3 separate regions of the Columba livia genome follow, and regions 2 and 3 are each linked to region 1. A link is a contact called in public Hi-C data. All regions are on one chromosome and are shown on one strand. Each heading gives the region's core, a stretch centred on a gene start, on an enhancer-like site or on the middle of the called end of the contact. The rest is flanking DNA. Distances are from core to core; before and after follow the strand shown. Region 1 holds the start of GLCCI1 (glucocorticoid induced 1). Region 2 overlaps ICA1 (islet cell autoantigen 1). Region 3 overlaps UMAD1 (UBAP1-MVB12-associated (UMA) domain containing 1).

What was found. A called contact is a pair of places that touch in the nucleus more often than the background predicts.
Region 2: a contact with region 1 is called in a Hi-C map of liver, with 2.1 times the contacts expected there. The contact joins the enhancer-like site here to the promoter of GLCCI1 in region 1.
Region 3: a contact with region 1 is called in a Hi-C map of liver, with 2.1 times the contacts expected there. The contact joins the enhancer-like site here to the promoter of GLCCI1 in region 1. A contact is called at or near these places in 2 of 2 Hi-C or Micro-C datasets (crop and liver).

Annotation. Positions count from the first base shown.
Region 1 is chr2:28,050,347-28,053,086 of bColLiv1.pat.W.v2, forward strand. It overlaps GLCCI1 (glucocorticoid induced 1), which reads left to right and starts at 1,363. Exons shown (of 10, transcript XM_021281716.2): 1 at 1,363-1,595; 2 at 1,874-1,974; 3 at 2,605-2,740. The coding sequence starts at 2,651.
Region 2 is chr2:28,158,932-28,161,671 of bColLiv1.pat.W.v2, forward strand. The region is part of intron 6 of ICA1 (islet cell autoantigen 1); the gene reads right to left. Among named protein-coding and RNA genes, the nearest start is that of ICA1, 39 kb to the right of the region's middle. Within about 2 kb of position 1,325, at least 1 of the 3 cell types and tissues checked has an H3K27ac peak away from gene starts, as active enhancers do.
Region 3 is chr2:27,978,475-27,981,214 of bColLiv1.pat.W.v2, forward strand. All of the region lies in intron 2 of UMAD1 (UBAP1-MVB12-associated (UMA) domain containing 1), which reads left to right. It overlaps LOC110355749 (a long non-coding RNA gene), which reads left to right. Exons shown (of 2, transcript XR_010470039.1): 1 at 1-1,245; 2 at 2,081-2,740. Among named protein-coding and RNA genes, the nearest start is that of UMAD1, 35 kb to the left of the region's middle. Within about 2 kb of position 1,342, at least 1 of the 3 cell types and tissues checked has an H3K27ac peak away from gene starts, as active enhancers do.

The DNA.
Region 1 (2,740 bases), core at 113-2,612:
TATCAGACACTTATAACTGTTTTGATAGATCATAATGGCTTCAAATCTACCCCATTAAGAGACAATGCTCATTTAAAAAGTAAATTGCTATATAAATCAAAGTACTATACAGCACATTTGTGCTTTCCTAATATCCTAACTAAGGTAACTGCTCACAGGAAATGGTGCCTTTCCTTTCCTTAATTATATTTGGTATGACTAGTAATAAATATAACAATATATTCAAATTGTGTCTGGTATTTGCTTACTGTTTTATCTTTTCCATTCAAGGTACTGTTGCTGTAGACACCATAGAATACCTAAGCTACTCTGAAAACATAATGTGTTTCTTCACAAATGGTTTTATGATGTAGCATGAGGCTGTTTTATAAATATGAAGAATTATTTTTATGATGTCCTTGCAAAATGAAGTGTTGCATTATTTAGTGATTATTATTGATATTTTACAGATAAGATACCAGCAAGAGAAAGTAAAAAACACTAGAAGGGTCCATTACTTTTTGACACCTCAGGTTATCAGAATACTTACCATTTTACATGGTATCATTAATTTAATGCACCATATGAATCAGCTTCACTTTGGTATTCAGTATCCCCAGAAATAAAGTGTCCTCATATTGATTGCCAAGAAATGGAATAAAGGGAAAACAAGCCTGCAAAAGCCCTCAGCTACCCCTGTGAAAGCACTTGGGCTTAGTCCCAGCTGTACCAAGCAGATTTTTTTTTTCCCAGATGATGAACTGCGGAATGGAATGGAGACAGTGACTGAGCCAAGTGACTAAACTCAAAACAGTAACATAGGGCAGGGCTGCAGGCTGGAGAAAACTCAGCTTCTCATGGGGTACGGTCTGACACGGCTGACGCTGGCTAAAGAAAAGCATTGAATGGAAATACCTGTATCAATGGACAGAAAGAAAAACTTCAGACAGAATGAGAAGCCTGGAAAGAAGAAGGGTTGGTGGGTTTAGCTGTGAGTTGAATGTTTGCCTTTATGTTAAAACAAATGCCTAAGGAATACATAATTCAAAAGTCCCAAGTGGTTGGCCTATTTTCCTGAAGAAGAGAAGAGGATGTAGCAGCAGGTCTGATTCCAGATGAGATAAGATTTTGTTGTAACAAAAGTAATGGTTAATGCGCAGGTTCTGGTTTAAGTGAGTTATTCAGTATCACAAAAAAAGCTTCTGGCCGACAGGAAAAAAGGACAATTATCTGAAGTGGTATCCAATTTTCTTAAGGGAAAATCTTACAGTTCTTATTCTGTAGTTTCCTGGCTTGATCATTACACAGAACTTGTTCATAGCGACAATCCTGTATGCTGAATGAAATACAGTAACAAGTAGCATTTGACTAAAAAGACAGCACTGTAATACTTTTTTTTTTCTGAAATTTGATGCTGAACTTAATTCTGAAATTTTCCCATTTGTGTGTATCCGGAAATACTAATTTGGCCTAGTACGAATAGTGTTTGACTCCATAGGTCTAACATTCCTTTACATAATGACTTTTCCTCACCTCCAGGAGAACAAAGACATGAGGAAAGGAGATCTAACACTTGACCACGTTTGGCCCTAAATTGGATGATCGGCAATGTGAAGGTAAGTCCTCAGTAGTGGGTTTCCTTTTGTTGGAAGTGGGTTTCCTTTTGTTGGAAGACAACTTGGGCATGTAGAGACTTGCAAGTCACCATGAGTTGAAAGTGCTGTGAGTGGCACTGAATGCTGCCTGCCTGCTTTTACCTGCCCCATTTTGGCTCCTGCTCTCCTTTATTCTCTGTGCCTGAATCCTGGCCCTCCTACCCCCTTCCCAAACACTTTCATTATCATTATTTTAGCAATATCTTGTTTCATTTCTCACTCCTCTGCATTTCACCCAGACTTCTCAACTTCAACCTCTTCCCTGGTGTCAACAAAACCAGCAGTGGGGATAATGACTTGGTATCAGCAGCCCTGCAGAATGCAAAGGCGCCACTACAAGGTAAGTCCCAAGAAGCCTGTGGACAGAGAGTGATCTGAGGAGATCATATCTGTGCTGCTGAACATTTGGGAGCCGTGAGAAGATGGAGTGTGATTGATGAATGCAGTGTCCAGCTGTCAAAAAGAACTTGTAGTAAAAATAATTCCATATATTTTCCCATGACTTGCTTGTTCTAGCTAGAACTTTTTTAAAGGCAAAACAAGCCAAATGCTAAACAAACAAGCCTTGAGAAAGAAATTTTCTAGGAAAATTTTCCACTCCTGCTTCAGCACAGCTACCCAGTAGCAGAAAGTAGCATTTCACAAGGGGCCCCTAACTACAGGTGGCCTCCCATTCCTGCCTAGGGATGCTGCAAGTGCCCAGCCACAAGCATATTTTAGACCCAGTTTTATAATTTGAGACCTGCACCTTAGATTGCTTGGGGTTGTTCTAGTCTTCAGCAGCAGCTAATGCTTTCTGGTCATCTGATTCAGAATATTACTGGGATATAAGTACTTCATTTTGTTATTTCTCTCTTCCCAAATGTAATATTCCCAATTGTATGTTCTCTACAAATAAGTGAAATACAGGAAGTGGGTCCAAAGATATGTGAAGATAAATGCACGCTTTCTCATTACTATTTTGTGATAGGTCCTGTGTGAAAACCTCAGACACAGTCACAAATTTTCTAAGTGGAATGATCAAAGGGCGGCAAAGAAAACAGACAGAGGGAGACAAGAGAGAAATAAAAATAATGAAACAAGCAGGTAGCTGTACTGCAAGCAGA
Region 2 (2,740 bases), core at 75-2,574, 110 kb after region 1:
AGTTGAACTACTACTACTACTACTACTTTTTAAAAGTATTGAAATTTGTTATACTCTTTAAAATAAAACCATTCTGTGATTCTGTGATATTTTCTCTGATTCTGTGATTTGCCACATGTACTAATACAGCACGGCCCACTTCAGCTGCTTTTTGAGGAGACCTACTATTATTCTCATAGTCATCTTCAAAATTGTGGTCACTGTTTTGGCTCAGTTTTTGCCAGTTATTTGTCCCTGTGCACAGCAGGATTCCTGACCTCTTGGTCATTCATACCTGATCCAGCTTCAGGAAGCTCTGCAGGTTGTCTAGACAAGCGTTCCTAGGCAGCTGACACGTATTTGGCTAGAGAGTTTAAGGCTAGAACAAATCAGCAGATTAACATCACAAAATATTGCTCCTGTCTTCCAGAGAGACACACTAGGTGTGCCTAGTTCAGGTGTTGACATCTACATTGTTACTCTGTGATCTGTTTTAGTGGGTGGAGATGAGGCCAACACAAACAACTGAGACCAGAGTTTGGTTCTTATAACCCTAAAAGAGTCCATTTCTCTCCACTGGACTGTAAAGGGAACTGTTGTTGCTTAGTTTAAGTGCAGACATCTACACAGCAGATGTGTGAAGTTAGGTTTGATAATTCCTAACCTAAGTGACATCCAGGAAAAAAAAAAACAAAACACTTTTATTGCTAATAATAACTGCAAGTATTTAAATATGTGCCTTATTTACAATTTGAATTAATCTAGCGTAATCTTCCAAGCCCTGATTCTTGATAAACTCCTGATGAGTAGATTAAGGAGCCTCATCAACTTACATACAATGGTCAAGCCAACTCTTGATCTTCTCTTTGTTAAATGAGACAGATTGACTTAGAAACAGCTCATCTTAAGTAATTTCCTCTAGTCCTCAAGTTACATCTTACACTTTTTGGTACTCTGCCACTCAGTTTTTTCAAGCCAGAGGTGTGGACTGTGATCTGCGCTCACCAAACTGTACTGAGAGACTCCTGTCACTGGCTGGCAGCTCAGCTACATCTTTACAGATGGTCCTCACAAAAACTGTTGCAGAAACCTTCCAAAAGTTGCAGAGCTGCTGTTAGCAATTTGCTGTCTAGGAGGGAAAAAGAATTAAATATACAAAAGAGATAAAATTGTGATTAAATATACAAATGACCTCCTTAATCTAGAACTCCAGATATACACTGTCATAGTGTTATCTCTAGTGACTGGAGATGTGGCCATTGTGCTCAGGACACAAACATATCCCAGAGGAACTACTGCTTCCATACTCTGTTCTCTTGTTTGACCAGAGAGCCTCATGCTTTTCTTTTCTCCTGCCTGTGTCACTTTGTCCTAATGTCCAGCCCTGTCCTTATCCTCTCAGTACTTTGGGTCAGATGCCTTTTTCATCCTAATGTGAAATCCATGTCTGTGGTCCTGCAACAAGGAGAATGTCATGATAAAGAGTGAAGTGTGTAATGAGCATTGCTGTATTTTTTTTTCTTTAACAGCAATATAAAAACATAGGGTTAGAAAATATGTTATTAGGTATACTGAGTTAACTACTGCTATTTTTAAATCCCAATGGAGGATTGTTTTCTAAAAGATATTATACAAATATCATATTTACCAAACAGCCAGGTCATGGACATGCACCATGACTTCTTTGTGGATTTTATTATGAAATTTGTTCTTTGTATCACATTTATGCCACATTTCCCTCTTAAGTTTTTCAGTATTCGGCCTGTAAAAATTTTACTGCCTTGAGCCTGTTGGCTCACACGCCCTGTAACTCCAGCCTGGCAGTAATGAGTAAGCCATGGTCAAAACTGATTACTTCATAACCACTGACAGTCAGCAGATGTGAGCAATTCACTGACCTCCGTGAGGGTATAAGGTTATGGCTGGCTTGAATATTCTTCCTTTTTTTCCCCCTCCAAAAAACAAAGGTTGGTTGTACAATCTTCTGATATATTCAGTGATGGCTATCACAGAAATTGAATATTCCATCTCTCCTTTATGCAAGCACATACACATTTATTGTACTCCTTTCTCTCTTTCTTTTTTCCTACTGCCTCACTTCTTCCCAGCCCTATGTTTATTCCTGCTGTTTTATAATGTACCTTTTCCAACTCTCCTGTGTCTCCTTAGGGATGGGGAAAAATGAGAACCTCCTCACACATTATGCATGTGACTCCATAAATATTATACAATGACATGATTTTTTTTTTCTGCTCTGTATTTTTCTTCCACCGAAAGCCAAGTTATATCAGTTCAGGCTTAGCAATGTTCAGATTAGCAGTTCAGATCAGTTCAGGCTTAGCAATGGGGACAAAAAAGCAGGAGATAATTAAATGTCCGATCAAAGGTGCAAATTAGTTTATGTGAAAAGAATGATAGATTAGGATGTTTCAGAGGAGAAAAAAAAAGAGATTACTAAGGAGTATGGTTGGAAGTCCATCATACCACACATACAAAATCTGTAAAAGACCAGACTTCGGCCAACACAGGAACTAGAGGGCATTATACCAAATTAGTTGTTTGAACTCACCACAAGGACAGCAAATCGTTGCACAACATCTGTGACAGCAGGGCACCTCTCGGACCACTGCGATTTGCTGTGATGGCCAGAATTTACATTGGTTCAAAAAGCAACTGGACAATTTTATAGAAAAAAACCTAAGCAGATGCCTCCACAGGTCACAGTACTACAAGAAAATACCACTGTCTATTTGCTCTATGC
Region 3 (2,740 bases), core at 92-2,591, 72 kb before region 1:
CATACACATCATATTAACGGCTCTGATTAATGACAACAGGATATTTTAAAATATAAATGTTTCAGATGCAACTGTACTGTGCTTTCTGTGCTTAAAAATGATCTTTGCCTTACATTATGGATGCTTTGCTTTAATGTCTTTGAACTTAAAATTGCAGAAATTTAATTGAATTTGCCTCGTGTTTCAAAAGCGGATTAGCCTTTGAATTTTTAGTTCAGATTTTCTCTCCTTAAACCACAGTATATGAGAACATACTTACATGTTTTATTGAAAGCTTCTGTATTTCTTCTCTGCTTCTCAAAGGGTATGTTGAACAGTTGTAACTATGAGTTAACCTATCTCTCAGTACCTGGTATAGAGTTCATCTTTCAGAATTATTTTTTTATTCCTTTAGGTTTTCTTTTACATACTTTTAAATGTTTGTTTGGTAAAATGCCTTTAGTCAGGACAACTTTTATAGGCATATAAATAGGCATAACTTTTTATAAATGTAATTTTTCCTATTAACCATGAGTATCATTAGATAAACCAGACTGGCTTTTTGGAGACTGCAGCCCTTCTTCAGGTGTGAAAATGAAAGCTGCTGCTGCCGCTCTCCAGTCAGATCACATCCGAGACAGTTGCTCAAAATGTAGGCAAAATAAACCATCCTGCGAAGAAAAGAGTCGGTGCTTTTGAAAAGAGAGAAAAAGCTAATCAGGGTGGGAGGAAAAGTGACAGGGACACAGATTTTTGTGGGCGGGAGAAGTTGGTGGGGGATGGGGATTTAGAATTACTGTAAAACAAAGACCTTTCTTGAGGCCACTATTTTTAAAGTCCGTCAGAGAAAATAACAGATACTACTTAGAAATTACTTGCAAACCTGTAGTGAACTCTAGACAGTCATTTTGCGTTCATATTCTCTTTTCAAAGCTTAATTGCTTCTAGTTTCAGGCTTAAAGGACTTAAGTGAAATAAAGCTTAATATTTGTGTCTGCTCTAGCTGATCTAAGATCTGTTACTTTTGCTTATAGGCTTTGTCCTGCCTGAGTTCTTAGACCTTTACAGCTACACCAAACCACCACTACAGTTATTTTTAAAAGTCACTTGTTACTTGTCCATAGTCTGACAGACAGACATTTGTTTTATTCTGGTAGCTGTCGAAGAGCACGTGTGTGAATGTTAAGAGGTCATCCTTTCACCCTTCACTTCTTCTTGACCATCATTTTACATTTAACACAATCTACAACTTGAGTTCTCCAGCAGGTCAGGCCTTGTTTTTCAGTGAGATAAGTAGACATAATTGTTATTATCCCAAAGATAGGTCCATTGTATTGTTACCAGGCCCAAAGCAAAACATGAACTTAGACTGGCAAGCTGAGCTTATTTAAAGTGCCAGCCCAATTTAACTTTCTTGCATTCACACTAAATGCAGCACTTGTATTTGTGTGTTGTTTCCAAGCCAATTATTCGCATACATTTAAAAAGCAATCAGATCTGGTCTGTTAGGTCAAGATAATATGAACATAAGTGCACATTCTTACAAATAATCTGCCCTAAAATATAAAGTAGAAAAACAAATGTAGTGTGAAATGCTATGTAAAATGCAGGCATGGCATAATTAGCAAAGGACAGTAGAAATGTTGTTTGTTAGGACTTGAATAGTAACAGTCAATTAATTTCTCACAACAGGAAACAGCAAAACATTTAACAAAGAAACATCATCTGTTTCTACAGCATAAAGACTGCACAAAGAATCACAAAACTGAGGCAATTAATAGATCATAAGTCATGAATTAAAAAAACAGTAGGGACTGACTTCATATTTCTTGCAAACAAATCTGTCTCTGTCCATTTTAATCATAGTTAGATTTTAGGTTTTTTGAATAGTGTATGAATGATGCTATTTTATATAAAACAAGCACATACCCAAAAGCATGGCTAATTCTGCATGTTGTGGTAAATAACATGTATAATGTAATTGTAAGCTTGATAACCTTGGCATAGCCATGATTATTCAAACTGTAAAAAAACGCAGATTATTAGTTCAAAGTTAGCTAGTAAGGATGTGATTAATGTTTCTTCCCTTCCTTTTCCTCAGCACCAGAATAATGGAAGTGATCTAAGTTGGATAAACAGAGAAGTAAAGCAGCATTGTGTGAGATGCAGAAAGCAAGCAGTTATAAAGTAATCAAGACCTCAAGCTCTTGCAATAAAGTCAAATCTTATGATAAAATATTTATCACTTAAATACCTTGAACTGCCCCCAGAAAGCTTCGATGACCATGTAAACTCACTATGCTCCAATTTAGATACCTTCACTGCATTCCTGGTAAGGAACCATGCGGATACCTGTGACAAACTTACTTTCAGTATATAGGCAGTAGAATCTTTCTCCTTCTATAGGAAGTTTTATCCTGGATTGCTAAAGTTAATTACTTTTCATAGGACCAGGATTAAACCCCATGAGAGGATACAAGAGTATTTTAAGGGTAACACAATTAAGGGAAGAAATAACATTATCTGGAAATGTTCTATTATCTGGAATTTCTGGCTTAGTTCTCCACAGCTTTGCCAAACATCACATGTCAGGGCTGTTGGGAAAGGTACAACTTTCCATGTAGCTCCCCAGAGCATGGGGGAATCTGCTTAGCAATTCTTTTGAACTGGGGTTATACTGAGAAAGGCTGATGCCAAGTAGATATTTAGTAGATTTTTTAATAGATGTGCTAAGCTGGCTAGTGATACCATGGGTTTTGAT